2 separate regions of the Gossypium hirsutum genome follow, and region 1 is linked to region 2. Evidence: chromatin contacts called from public Hi-C data. All regions are on one chromosome and are shown on one strand. The core of a region is the stretch at or near the end of the contact, and the rest is flanking DNA. Distances in the headings are between cores, read along the strand shown.

Region 1 (7,465 bases), core at 4,245-6,744, 110 kb before region 2:
AAACAAATAAAATTATCAACAAGATGGCACACTGAAGCATCCATACATGCAAACTTCTGAAATTATAAATCAGTCATGCCTAGATGGAGAACACACCTTTGCCCTTTGCCCTTTGGGCTTAAAAAATTCATCTTCATCGCTCTCTTCATTCTCACTGTCATCCTTCACTTCATTAGCGGAAGTGTTCAATGTTGATGTAGATTTCCCATATACAAGCTGCATCAGGTTTATATTCTGTTTTTTAGATGCCCTTTCCACCAATGATGCTCTCCACTTTGATATGTTTCCCATGCCATCTTCTAGAAGGACAATGCTAAAATTGCAATTAAAAGCAAAACAAGAACTTGGAGGAAGATATCTAACATGATAATTAACCACTTCAGAAATTAAACTGCTAGAGACACTATCTAGAGACGTCCAATGCTGGGCCCTATCACTCTGACATTTGAAAAGCTAAGTGTGAGCCAGGAAAACAATTTTTTGTTAAATTTATATTTTTTTAATCAAAATTAAACAATTCAGTTATTTACAACTAAAACAATTTCAGGCCCAGCAAGGCTTCAGTAGATTAAGGGTGAGTTTGGATGGGCGGTGCGTTTACCTGCGATTAGTGTAAAAACAGCGGTGGCGGTGAGATTAGATACTGTAGCGATACTGTAGCGTGAGACAAAAAGTAAGCTAAACGCACCGCACCGTACCCAATCGCCCATCCAAACTCACCCTAAGACTATGAGCCTAGCACTGAGTGTATATGCCTACCCTTGGACAGCTATGCTATTATGTAGCCAAAATTCATTATATTGCTTTATAAAGCATAATTTCTACAAGCATAGCCTACAGCATAATGTCTATCAGTGGAGAAGTATTACATGTGTACAATAGAATATAATATTTGATATATGAACAGTACCCTCAGACTTCAGATCCTCTTCATCACCCTCGGAAAACTCTGAACCTGAACATGACTCATTATCTTCATTGCTTCTGTCATCTTCACCTTCATTATTGTCATCATCATCATCATCATCTTCATCACCTTCATTCTCTTCATCTGTACTCTGCAAGGAAGTTAGTGTAAGAAAAAGGTTTTTCCCAACAATACAACCTCAACAACACATTGGAGAGAAGGAAAGGATATGATTTCAGGACTCTTCCGCCTACCTGCTGTGGAACAAAACTAGGGTTCTTCAAAAACAAGCAAAAAGAATAATCACTAAATACCTTGAGATTACTATGATCAACACCGTCTCCAAAGATTGCTTTTCTCCTTTTCCTACCATTGTGAAACTCAACTTGTTCCTTAACTCGACCCAGCCGCTCTGACGCATCTGCATTTCCTTCTTCAAAATTCCTACCTTCATTTTTCAGCATTGCACCTTCTGAAACACCTTCATCTTGATCTGAAGACTCTGAACCATCCAGATCAAACTCACTTTCATCTTCTTCTCCATTAGACTGGTATTGCTTCAAAGGCTCTATATCACGAATTAGCTTTGGTGCCTCATCAGAACCCCTGTTGTGATCTTCAGCTTCCAATGAGCTATTAGGATTCTGACTAAAAAGGGAAATTTTACTCTTTTCCAACTTCTCATCAATTGGGTTCTTTATAGTCTGAAGTGATTTCACCAGGGCCTCACCAACATCTCGTTTATTTCCTATGACGACAAAAAGGAATGACCGAGATATTATCTAAAGATACCTTCAACAATAGGGTGAAAATTATGAGAAAATGAAACGAGATTAAAAACCTTTATTTGTTGTTCCCCCCATTTCATCAACTTTAGAATACTGAACAAAGTGGTCATTAATGTTTATGTAGACTGCATCTTTGTCATACAAGAGATCCCCAAATCCAGACATGGGGGCATAAAAAAGTTTTTCTTTGCGACGGAGTCCCTTCTTTTTTGCAGCTGATGGTAAAGGGCAAGGATCAGATAGGCCTGTAACACCAGCCAAGCTGAAGTCTCCAACACCGGCAATATGGACCTGATCACAAATTGTATATGAAACTTAGGTGCAATAAAACTTAAGTCATTTCCCAGATTGGATAACAATAAAAAAAATTAATTAAAGAAAAAAAAAAGATCTGTAATCCATATTGAAAGTGCAACCCTATCAAGCAAAGATGATATTTATAACTTTGTTCCGTGTAGAAAGTCAAAATCAATTTTATTGATAAAAATGTAAGTCGTGAACACTGGTTCTAAATGGAACAAATAAATGAAAACAAGCATGTAACACCAGCCATACAGAATGCTTGCAAGAACCAAATCCATCCTAAGAGCTTTCACCCTGGTGTGCTCAGAACTTTAGCACTATTTCAAGATTACAAATATCAGATGCCGGTGTTTGGATAATTATTCACCTGAATTAGATTTCACCCTAAAATACAAATCAAATTCATAAATCAACATACCAGTTGTGGTGGATATAATAAAGAAAATACTGAATTTCACCCCAATCAGTTGACATGACATGTAACTCACAGAATAGAACAAAGAAATGAGGAACAGAACAACAAATTAGCAAACACTAATTAACATGAGCACATTAGAAGCTCAAGGTCATATCATTGACTAAAGAAATGGGCTTAGAACAAATTATCCAAAAGAAAATATATGGATTGATAGGCTAGTATCAAGGTAAAGACATCCCTAGTGAACCAATCTTGGGAGTAAACATGAGTCACTCTTTTAAACACTAAGATCATCAACTACAGTGAGGATGCTTCCATCCATGGGAAACTTGATACTGATACGATATGAGCCTACCACAACCAAGTTCGTGAGGAGCCAAGGTTATTCTAGCAATATCACAAGCTAAGAAACCATATGATTCTTGTAAAAAAGAAGGTAATGGCTGAAGCATGTGCAACCTCAAGTTCTAGGGCATAATGGCAATGGATGAGGCCATCTTTTACGGCAACTATATAGCCTTACTGAAAAATATATAGCAGAATCTTCACTGGTAAAAGCTTTTAAATCTTTAAAAATACCCAACAATTTAACATGCAACATAGCAATGATTGTCAGAAAAGATTCAAAGGGCATACCTTAGTTCCCTTTTTCAAATTACAACCTCGCAAATAACCGTAAAGCGTAACATTCCTATCACATTTACTGTTCATTTGCACTCTCGCGGGAGGAGTAACATCTTCAAAACGGTCAACCAAGATATACGGATGAGAAGTCCTCCACAATAAAGGAGGGAACTTCATAACAGATATAAATCTTGCAAGATTGTGAACTTCTCGCTTGGGATACCTGTTAGATAAGAGGGAGAAGCAACAATAAATCTCACAATTTAACTTATTAAAGTACACTGCCATGGTATTTCACCGTTTAGCGTAGTCAAAATAGAATCTTAGGTAGGATGCTTACTTCCCGTGAATGAGACCAGATAAATAAAACAATTTAGCTCCATCATATATTTCTGTCCAGAAACGGTGTCTGAGACGCTGTTTTGTTTTCTTTAGTTTCTTTACATCCTCAAAATTATCAAGGTGAGTAAGAACTCCCATCACCTTTGGAAAACCATGAACTTGCAATATGTTAAGGAATTCAAATGTTTCCTACAAAATACCAAAAAGCATCTAAAACATTAAAAACTCTCACTAAGTGGAACTTGACATTCAAAGAGAAGATTTATAAAAATAATAATTTTCAAAGAAGCAGATTGCCATCTTCTAAAAGTTAAAGCTATGGAAAGCATAACAAAAATATTCAGTATCTCACCATTTCAAAGCCGTAACTCCCATCAATGAGAAGCAATGCTAGATCAGCAAACTTTGCAGCATCAATCATACCATTGATATCATTTGGACACTCAACAAACTGCAAGCGCCGTTGCTTGCCTAACAAGTTCAATGAATCCCACATCAGACAAGGGAGCCTCAACTCCACTGCTTTTCTAAACAATATAAATACATATAAACAACTACTAAAATTTAGGGAGACATCAACCTGATACTATGGTTATTGGTCCTCGAACCTCAGGTAAATTATGCTTTGTGTAATGCTTTACGAGAGACTTGATTAAAAGAGACTTTCCAACCTGCAACAAGTAAAACGTTCAACAATAGTTAACCAATATAATCATGGGAAAAGACTTCTAGATGTTACCACATAGAGTTAATTGTACACACCCAGACAGCCAGATAGACAAATTACTAAGTTGGCAAAAATCTGAAACTTGGCATCAAATGGCATTTGGAACAAACAATTTCCAAGATTTTCTAGGCTGCAGTTCTATCTTCAAGATTTCTCTACTCGATAACGTCAAATATAAATAATTCCGAAGTCAGCACTTTAAAATCTACATTATTCTGTTATTTCTTGCAATATTGATAGAAAATTCTTCCCTCCCCCTCTTTTCTCTATTCAAAAGTTTCTTCACCCTTTCTTTATAACACATATTAGAAGGCAAACATATGCTATCCTTAACATCAAAGCTCCTCACAGAACTATGAGATAGTGAAATCTCAAAGGAGGAAATTAGGACATCCTCAAATTAAAGTTTCAATCCAATATTAGGCTAAACAGCACCGTTTCTCCTTCAGCAACAGCTCTCAATAAAGTATATATATTTCATTGGTCCAGGATGTTAGAAAAGGACTTTATATTTCGTTATAATTTTCTTTTACACTCAATGTAAAAGGCATATCTGATTCAAATGGAACCACCTCTTTTTTAACCTAGTTCTTATAGTGACAAACCAATTTAGACATCCTAAAAGGACAATTAAATTAAAAAAACTCCTCTGTTCCAAACAAGATAATATCAATTACTTTGGTTCCAAAATATAACAAAAAATAGAGAATAATCGTGGAAATAAGAAATTTACCTGAGGGGGCCCCTGCACCACGACCACAAACGGAGGCAGCTCGCCATAAGAACGATCGATAACAGGAAGATGAAGCCTGCGTTGTTCTTTCTCAACGGCACGCGATTGCAATCGCTTCGCTTTTGCATTGGAACGAAAAGCAAATGCCTAATATATAAAACGAAAGACTAATTAAAAAAGCCGAAATTAGCTAAAGCCGAAAAGCAAATTCATAGCAAGTAAAAAGGAGGAGGAAAACAATGGAACCTTAGGGTTTTGCTGCTTCTGGTCGGAGTTTTGATCCTTGTTTCTGGCTTTGGTTTTTTGCAGAGGCACCCGAGTGGCGAGAGCGGTGAGCCTTGTGAGACTGCCCATCAGCGCCACTATCCATTGCCATGGCAGCTTCTTGGCGAATAGAAAGGGGACTGGCAGTAATATGTTTGTTACTACTAATATTATTATTTAAAAAAAAGAAGAAGAAGAAGACAACGAGCAACTCCTAAGAGGGTTTAGCTAGGGTTCACGAACTTGTTTAGCTACGAGAAGTGGTGCACCCTTTCCATCGCACCTTAGAAATTACCATAGAACCGAGATTTGAAAGACTGAGAGAGGCGTCCGTTAATTAGTCAGCGTCAGCGCGAAAACGAGAGAGCCCTTACTCCTACCGACAATGGACGGACAGAGATGAGGAGCAGAGGCCGACCGCCGACCGACAGCGATGCAAAATACTTAGTGCATCAAAACGTGCTTTTGAGAAATAAAAGGTTGATTTTAGACATATTATTATAAGTAATAAATATATATTTAAATAATATTTAAATTAGTTTATTATTATATTTTAATAATAATATAAAAAAATTATTATAATTTGTTGTTAATATTTTAATATATAAAATATAAATTGTAAATATTTTTAAGCAATAAATATTAATTATTTATAAAATTTAATTAATAATTTTAACACAATTGTAATTAAATACCAATAAAAAAAAATTACTATGTTATTGGAATGGTGAAAAAGTAATTAAGCACTAAGGGTTCGTTTGATTAGTGTAAAATGTTTTCTCGAAAATTTTTTCTGAAATTTCTGATGTTTGTTTGGCTGAAAATATTTTCCTACTGTAAAACCAATCACAAAACACGGGAAAAGAAGGTGTTAATTTTGGAAAATGTCTTACCCTTTCTAATTCGGTAAGACATTTTCAGGAAAATTAGAAGGAACACAAATCTTCCCTTTCCCTTCCCCTTGCCCTTCCCTCATTCTTGATCGGTTGTTCCAAGAAAGGCTACACCGTAATCGGTTGTTCCCATGCCCAATAAAAACTCAATTCCCTCCAATTGGAGCTCTCATCGCCTGACCGTCACATCCTCCTCAATGTCGATGTGGTCTGTCCTGTTGTTCTTCGATTCATTTATGTATCCTCCTTCGACTCCTCATCTCCGTTCGTTGGCCTCACCTCACCATCTTAGCATCGTCGTCTCTGTCGCTCGACCGTCAGCCTTACCTCTGTATTTTGAAGAAACCTTAAAAAATTAGGGTCCACAGTCGAGAAAAATTCATCTCTAATCTCCTCGAGGTATCTACATATTTCTCTAATGTCTTACCTCTGCATTCTGTTTTCCTTCATTTTCTCTCTAATTTTTGTTTCATGTAATACAGAAATTTTTCTCTAATTCTGGTTATTAGATTCCTTAAGTGTGTCCAGTTGAATCTAGAATGGGTATTGAGTCTAGTTCCTTCTACCATTCTTTGTATTTCTTGTGCTTTTCCAGCTTCTATGGCTGAATCTTGAGAAGATAGGCCAGAGAAGAAAAAGAAAATTTGATCTGTTCAGTCATAATCTCTTTTTTGCTTTGGCTATCAAGGAACTGTTTTTTTTTTAAATTGACTTATTCCAAGTTTCTCATTCATTCTAAAGCTCTAACCTCAGGGCTTAATTTGATGCCTTTTATCTTCATCTTCTTTATCTCTTGATTATATATATATATGTTCTTCGATGCTGTTCAGGTGCACACTTCCAAAACTTGCACTCTTCAACTTTGAAGCAAGTCCTGTACTTGACTTGCGAGTGATCCCCACAAAAGAAGACTGCATTGTTGAGTTATTTTCTTGCAAGGTGAGCTTTGATCCTACATTTTAGATACTGTAAGGTAAAAGTAAGGTGGGGGTAAAATGTTTGCTTACAGTGAGGAGGAAAAATGAAAAGAAAAGGAAATAAATGCAAAGAACTCATTTAGCATTTTCAGAACATGTCAGTAGAGGTTATATTTTGCAAGTACACTGCTAAGTTCTACTGAAAATTTAACTTCAATAAAATGCATCATCCAGTGATTCCTCTTAGCATTGAAGCCTCTACAGCAAAAGTGAAGAATGCTCAAAATTTGAACAGATTAATCTATGAAAATTACACTGTATGGAAAGACATCAGTGCTCTGTCATGCTGATTTCTAGTTGGTCACAACTCAGAAGCATACACATTAATAAGTAACATCAATATCAAAATGCCAATTTTGCTATTGTGCTTATTAGATGAGAATGAGAATGTCTATTTTCACTGAATCCTGAAAATGAAAGATTTGTCAAGTATTACAAAGAAAATGGTTACTGTTATTCATATTATGTTTGATGACTGTTGAAAATTGC
Region 2 (7,390 bases), core at 4,202-6,701:
TTTTAACATCGTTCATATTTCATGAGTTACTATTAATTAGTTTCAAACTATATTTTACATTATTTATTGTACGCTAGTTTTAAATATAAATCTCTATTTTAAATATGTGGTACGCATATAATAGAGTTTTTTTAGTATATATATAATGTGGGTTTATATATAGGCATGGATATGAATTTAGGAGTTAGTTCACTTTGGTACAGTAAGGTTTGCCGTTTTTAATATTAATTTTATGTTTTGGACTCTTGGATATATTTTGATAAAAAGAGTTTTATTTTATTGTTTTTAGATATCATTTTATAAAGTTTTATTCATAAATATTTCTAAAAAATAAAAATTAACTAATAACTTTAATATAGTAATTTTTTAAAACATAATATAAAATTTTTAAATTATTTGTATTATTTTAAATATTAAATATTTATTTTTATATTATAAAAATTAAAATTAATAAAATTTAAATTTAAATTAATTTAAATAACAATAATTTTTTAATTTATATTTCGTAAACCGTCAAAACAACTCAAATGGATATAAATACGATACGATCATATCAAGTTGAGAATTATCAATTATAAATTTATAACTATCAATCATGAAACCGCCTAAGAAAGGTGGTCCATTTGTTAATGTAGTTTAGGAAGGGGAGGTCAAGGCCAGTGCCACCCATGACCCACCACTCAAAAATGAGATGAACTGGTTCTAAATTTGTTTCACTCAGGCCCACCAAAACCGCCCAAACCCACCTCCCAAATCCCACTTTGATTTTTTTGGATTTTTATGGCCTCTGTCACCATATTGCCACTTGACAAATTGGGTGTATGGTGATTACTTATCAGTTCATTAACCAATTTCGCAAACATAAATTATTGAAAATTTCAAGTATATATGTAATCATTACCATTTTAAATTATCCTCAACGAGTCGATTCAACCACAAGTGAAAGTGGTAAAATCTCATGTTCAATTCTTCAATTTTTGACAAAAAAAAAATCAGTTAATATCAATTTCGGATTCAAATTTATGGAGTTCACTGATACTTGTTGGGCCGATAACATATCCCCTTTTAAGCCTTTACATATCACTAGTAACTTTGTAAAAGAAAAAAAAAAGTTTGATTGCAATACAAGAAACATCACTCTAAAAAATCTGAGGATGATTACAGTCGTGCAATGTTACAATGGTACAAATTTACATACATGTTAAGCACAAACTCGGACCTTTTCTTTCCTTCTGCGCTCTTTTTTTCTTTACAAACTTCGATAGTTCTGTGAATGATGTATTCTTCCACACAAACAAATGAATAACTTAGGGTTCAGATAGGTGATCTTCCACCATGAAGCAAAGCCGCCTCCTTTAAATACGTAGAATGGAACAAGGTGACCAAAACAAACATAAAATTAAGGCAAAATGATACTCGGCCATCAACAGCATTTGGCACAGGAGGCAGTCATGGCTGCTGAGCACGAGACTGAGATAGGGACTGCTCTGCTTGGGCCTCAGCTTGGGACTGTGACCGCTTTTGCTGCTCAACAAATCTGCTTAAGCGTTGGAGCAGTTGAGCAGCTTTCCGCTTGCCCCTATCCGTACCATTTTGTGCCAAGTCCACCAAATGACCCATCACGCCTAGTTCCTCGGCGTCTGCTAGATGTTGTTGGTCTCCGGCACAAAGGTGCACCAAAACAGCAGCCGCATTCTCTTTGTTCCTCGGCAATCCATTTCCAATAAAATCTACCAAAACTGGCATAGCCTTTGCTGCTCCAATGGCAGACTTTGCTTCAGGATGGCTAGCAAGAATTGCAAGTATGGCCAATGCCTCATCCACCATTCCGCCTCCAGGTTCTGTCAGCAAACGCATTAACGTAGGTATAACTCCAGCTCTCACAGTTTTTCCTTTGTTCCCTTGGTAAATGCACAAGTTGAAGAGTGCTGTTGCTGCATCCTTTTTGCCCCTTTGTGTGCCTTCACTTAGCAGTGTCACTAGTGGAGGGATTGCTCCCGAGGCGCCAATTGCCACCTTATTTTCATCCACTACCGAAAGGCTGAAGAGGGTAGCTGCTGCATTTTCTCTAGCTTCCATGCTCCCCTTCTTAAGCACCTGGACAATACCAGGAACTGCACCGGAGGATATGATACTTCCTTTGTTATCTTCACAAATAGAAAGGTTAAGAAGTGCTGTTACAGCATGTTCTTGGGTGCGTGAGTCAGGTGTTGAAAGGATTTTTACAAGGAGAGGTATAGCCCCCGCTTCAGCAATGGCTACACGGTTATCTGCATTGCGTTTAGCAAGGAGACGGATTTCACCTGCAGCCGTTCTTTGGTCTTCAGGATTGCTGGATGAGAGCTTACAGAGGAGAATTTGAATCTTGGTAAGTTCAGCAGGTGAGCAGGCAAATTTGGTTTTACTGGGCTGAGAACTACTCGGCCTTTTGGGTGGGTCAATGCCATTTGTCTCGCACCATTGAGCTATTAAACTACGCAATACATAATTGGGAGTAAGAGCAGGGTTACTAAGAGTCTGTTGTGTCTTCGGACATGTTCGATGCCCTTGCTCCAGCCATTTCTCAATGCAAGATCGTTCATAAGTCTACAGAAGAGAGTAATGAAACCTGTTAAAAAACATAGCCTGAAGATAATCGTAAACAAGACTTCAGCCTCTGCATACATGTGCGATTGTGCATAAAATGTATCAAAAAACACTTCTTATAAACATCTTTCACTTAGCATCCAACCTGTGTGCCAACCTCAAGTTTACCTATTCCAAACAAATTTAAATAGAGAATCACTTTATGACTAGGAGCATTTTCAGAACAAACATTTCACCAAATAACATAATGACAAAACAATGCGATAAGATACAACAAGTGAGGTCAATGACCAAACAAATATATCAAGCAAAATTGAAAAATTAAAGCAATTTAATAATTATATGAGGGACAGGTGGTTTTCAAGACTGAAGTGATGATTAAAAACAAAAGAAATCCCAGTTATCATGAACAAGAAATCTGAAACAAATATACCTGCCCTGTTGAAACAATGACGGGATCTTTCATCAGCTCAAGGGATATTGGACAGCGGAAATCATCTGGTATAACTGGGGCCTTGTGATTTCCAACAGCGGTTGTTTGCGCACTGCTGCTACTAGGAGGAAGATTCTTTTCTCTTGCAGGAGCATCCAAGTTAGGATTTTCCGTCTGTACAAAATCCTTGATTTCCTTCAATAAGTTTGACATCTTCTCAAATATTGCCCCGGGATCTCCACCACTGGCAGAAACCATCTCATGTAGAGCTAGAGATTCTTGCATAAGTTCAGCTATTCCCACCAACTGTAACTTCTCAGCCAATCTCCTTAGTACCTCAGGATCTGCTTCTGCATCATTGTTCTTGTTGTAGAGTGACAATAGATCCTCATACAGCTCAACATCAGGTACATCAACCCTCCCTTTAGCTCTCCTGAACTGAGCTAGAACAAGCTCAACCTAAATATGGAAATACTATACATGTAAACCTTTTTCACCCCTTCAAAAAATAATTATGTAATGAACATAAAGTAGCTTTGGACCTTTGGTGCTCTCAAACTCTTCATTAGATTGTTTTGAGAAAAGAATCAATGTATATTTTGGTTGCTCTCTTTAGTCTGTGTGCTTTTATATATCCCTACAATCTTTGGTATCTCAAATCATATGAAACTCAAGAAAAAGTTAATTAATCATGATCACAGTGATTACTTGACAGAACTATATTCCACGTCGAATATGACTATGTTTCAAATAATCATCTTTGGGTAACACATAGCAAAGGGCCTAATACAATATAGAAAGAGAAGAGGTAATCTGTAATTCTTCCAGATATATGTCTAGCAATAGATCTTTACCTGTTCCTTAACTTCTTCTAGGATGTCAAGATTCTCATGGGAAATTCTACTCAAAGCCTGCTCCAATCGAGCTGTCACTTCATGAAATTTATGCATAATCTGCTTCCTCTCTAGAACCTGCAAGTATAAGGAAAAAAGTTCATCAGTCAACAGCAAAGCATCCATACCATAAACCATGCGCATCCATGGCTTAGCAGCCACTTGGAACGCCCTTCTTTACTGCCAAGCTCGAAGTGAGTGGCATAAGGTGGACGTTGTTTGTCAACCACAACAGTAAAACATCAAAATCAATGTCTGTGACAAACCAACACAATTGTTGACAAAGCAATACACAGAAGGAATGCAATGTAACAAATTCAAATAAGGAAGGCCATACATAGGGGATTCCAAGCAAAATTGAACCCCCCACCCCACGGGGAAACCCCAACCTCAAGTTGTAAGAAAGGAAACATATAATTCACAATACTGCTGATTTCAAGAAAATCCACAGCAAAACCGATGAAGTGTAATCACCGGAGCAGAAGTGCTCTGAAAAATATCATCAAGGCCAAAAACTTCAGAACCATTCACAGAGGGTACTAGTAACCACCACATCCCTCTCTATCCTCAACTCCTCCATCCCCTCCTCTAATTTGTACAACTTATATAAAAGAAAATTAATGGAGGCAGAATTGATCTTGTAATACCTAACAAGAGACGAGGAACGAGAATTACAAAAGAAATTCTTTCATAATAGTTATCTGAAGATGCAAAAGAATAGGTTGGAGTGGTTTTTTCAGTTCTAAATATTAATTAAAGAAAAAAAAGGAACCACATCTATTTGCTTTTTTAATTAAAGAAGTGCAGCACTAAATATCATACGAAAATTTTATACTCCATTCATCTTTCACTAGATTAAACTAAATTTAGTATAATATTTATCAGTTACTTCCAAATATTCACTGCGATAAATATTCTGATATGTCCACGCACTTAACAAGCTAAGTTTCCTCCACTTTCTCAGCAGCCAAACAGATCCAAAAGAAAAAAAATAAAATGAATATATATACTCACACACCAGGTAAATCTTGCTGCCTTCACTTCCGAATATAAGCAACTCCTTAGCCGAAACCAGAGCTTCTTTCAACGATACCAAAGCTTTAACCGTTTCTTCAGGGATTTGCTCTTTGATTTCTCTAATCTCCTCGAACATTGGCGTCAACAGCTTCAGTCTCCTAGCGAGGTTGCAATACTCCTTCTTCACGGCGCAACTGTAGTCGCCGATCGAAGCTATTTGGTTCACCGCTTCGATCAAGCCCTGCACCAGAGCTCCTTTCTCTTCTTCCATTCCGTAAACCAGATCTCGTCAAAATCTGCCGTTTTCAAAAACAAGATTTTGATTTCGATGGAAGGTTGAGCTTGAAGTTTTTCCAAAGCTAAAATGATGAAAAACTCATCTCCATTACAGAGAAAAGATTGAAAGGAAGTTTTATTTGCAGAAAGACTGCTGAAGACTTTTTCTTCCCCCGGACCGGATCTGTTTCTGCTCTATTGTGTATGATCCTAAGGTCAATTTTTTTATAAAGTCCTTCTTCTCTTCACCCATTTAACCCTTCAACTTTATGTTTAATATATTAATGTGAAATTTTGAAATAAAAAATATTTATTTTATTTAAATAAAAATATTTATTTAATTTATTAAAAAATCTTAATATTGTACTGAACATAAATTTAATAAAAAATTAATAATTTTAATAATCGAATTTACTTCCTTGAATTTAAAAATAGAGAAACTAAAATACTAAAAGAAAAAAGTAACAGGAACCTTACATAGAATTTTACTTACGATTCTACATGCCAGGTTCGGCTCGGCTCAGCCGGCTTCATAGACTGTCTAGCAGTCAGTAAAATGTAGTTTAAGCAGTCCCTTTTTTTCAGAAAAAAATTGAATATTTCATAGAAATTTTTAATATTTTACCTGCGCCAAAATTTAGGGCTGGCCCATTTCGGATAGTGTAATGTTTTGTGTTAGTAATTTTCAATGTGGTCCTAGATTTAGGATACGGTCCAATTCTAAAAAAGTCCTTGTATGATGTATTTTTTGTGAATTTCATCTTTTTACAGTAATTTGATCATTTTAAATTTCTTTATTGTGTTTTCAGTTTTGAAATAAAATACCTTTTGTTAATTCTATTAAATAATTTGATGCAAGTGATGACATGATATATATTTGTCTTTTTCTGGTATTATTTTATGAATATTTTGCACATTTAAGAAAAAAAACTTATAATAGTTATCTAATTGTTAAAAAAAATGTCAATGTGGTATATGTTACATTACCATTGTTTAAAAAATATCGAATTATTTGACACAATTTCAAAGGAAAAATTAGCTTTGATATTGAAATTCACATTTCAAAAAATATAAAGACTAATAATTTATAATAGTGAGACTAAATCTTCCAAAAATGCCTAATATAAAAACCTTCCATGCAATTTTGCCTTTAGGAACCATGTATGATCATATTTTATTGTTCTAAATAATGTGTGTTTGTTTTTACTAATAGTTTCTCTTCTTTTTTCATTCATACGTTAAAGTTTTAATCGGTCAGACGGTAATTATATTGAGTATCAATTATGAGATATTTAAATTAGTGGTAACCTCTTCAATGTTAGATTTTTTATCTAAATAATATAAAAATGGTATGCCATCCCCATTATTTACAAAAATGGTATTTCGTGAGTGGTGGAGAGTGGTGGGGAAGCAGCACCACCCTCGTTTTTTCAGTCCAATCATTAGTTTGTTAGTAAAAAAAGGAAATTAAAGATTGAGGGTTTAAATAAGCGGCACTGATTTATACAAATATGACATACAAAAACCTGTATTTTTGGAGTCTGGATGGTGCGTCAGCAGCATTGGTTGGGTTATGGGGTGCCTACCTTTTCTTCCTTTTCTATCTTCTCTAAAAAAATTGAACCCTAAAAAACTAATTGTTGTTATCTCTTTTTTTTTAGCCTCTTCTTTCTCTTCTATCTTCTCTTATCTTCTTTCTTTTTTTTTTACGGTCTCCTTCCTCTCTTCTCTATTCTCTCCTCTCTTTTTTTTTTACAATCAGCACAATATTAAGTTTTTACAACCCCTAAAACCATGGTTATAAGCTCCATAACTCGTGAAACTCCAAACTCATATAACATGTGAAACTCTGAAACACTGTATGACCAGTCAAATTGTCAGATCGGTGCCACCTGTCAAAAAGGCACCACCCAACCGCTACAGACTGTCAAGCAAGCACCACCCAAACCCCCCAAATACAGGTATTTGTGTTTTGTACCCGTATAAACCAGTACCGCCTGTCCTAAACCCTCAATACTTAAAAACTTTTTTACTAGCAGACTAATAATTGGGCTAAAAAAACAAGAGCAGTGTCGCGTCTTCACCACCCACAACATACCATAAATAATGTGGGTGGCATACCATTTTAGTATTTATTTTTTATTTTTATATTATGTAGATAAAAAAAAGGCTCAATATTATTTTT

What was found. A called contact is a pair of places that touch in the nucleus more often than the background predicts.
Region 1: a Hi-C map of leaf shows a contact between it and region 2, with 2.5 times the contacts expected there. The contact joins the enhancer-like site here to the promoter of LOC107950173 in region 2. A contact is called at or near these places in 8 of 34 Hi-C or Micro-C datasets (callus, hypocotyl, leaf and 1 more).

What each region holds. Positions count from the first base shown.
Region 1 is chrD03:47,436,885-47,444,349 of Gossypium_hirsutum_v2.1, reverse strand. It overlaps the pseudogene LOC107950178. Among protein-coding and RNA genes, the nearest start is that of LOC107944960, 21 kb to the right of the region's middle. Within about 2 kb of position 5,494, at least 7 of the 9 cell types and tissues checked have an H3K27ac peak or open chromatin away from gene starts, as enhancers often do. A contact at or near this core is called in leaf, where this site is marked.
Region 2 is chrD03:47,327,783-47,335,172 of Gossypium_hirsutum_v2.1, reverse strand. LOC107950173 (U-box domain-containing protein 13) reads right to left here and starts at 5,451. Exons shown (of 4, transcript XM_016884961.2): 1 at 4,931-5,451; 2 at 3,874-3,990; 3 at 3,020-3,478; 4 at 1,103-2,586. The coding sequence starts at 5,200. The coding sequence ends at 1,450.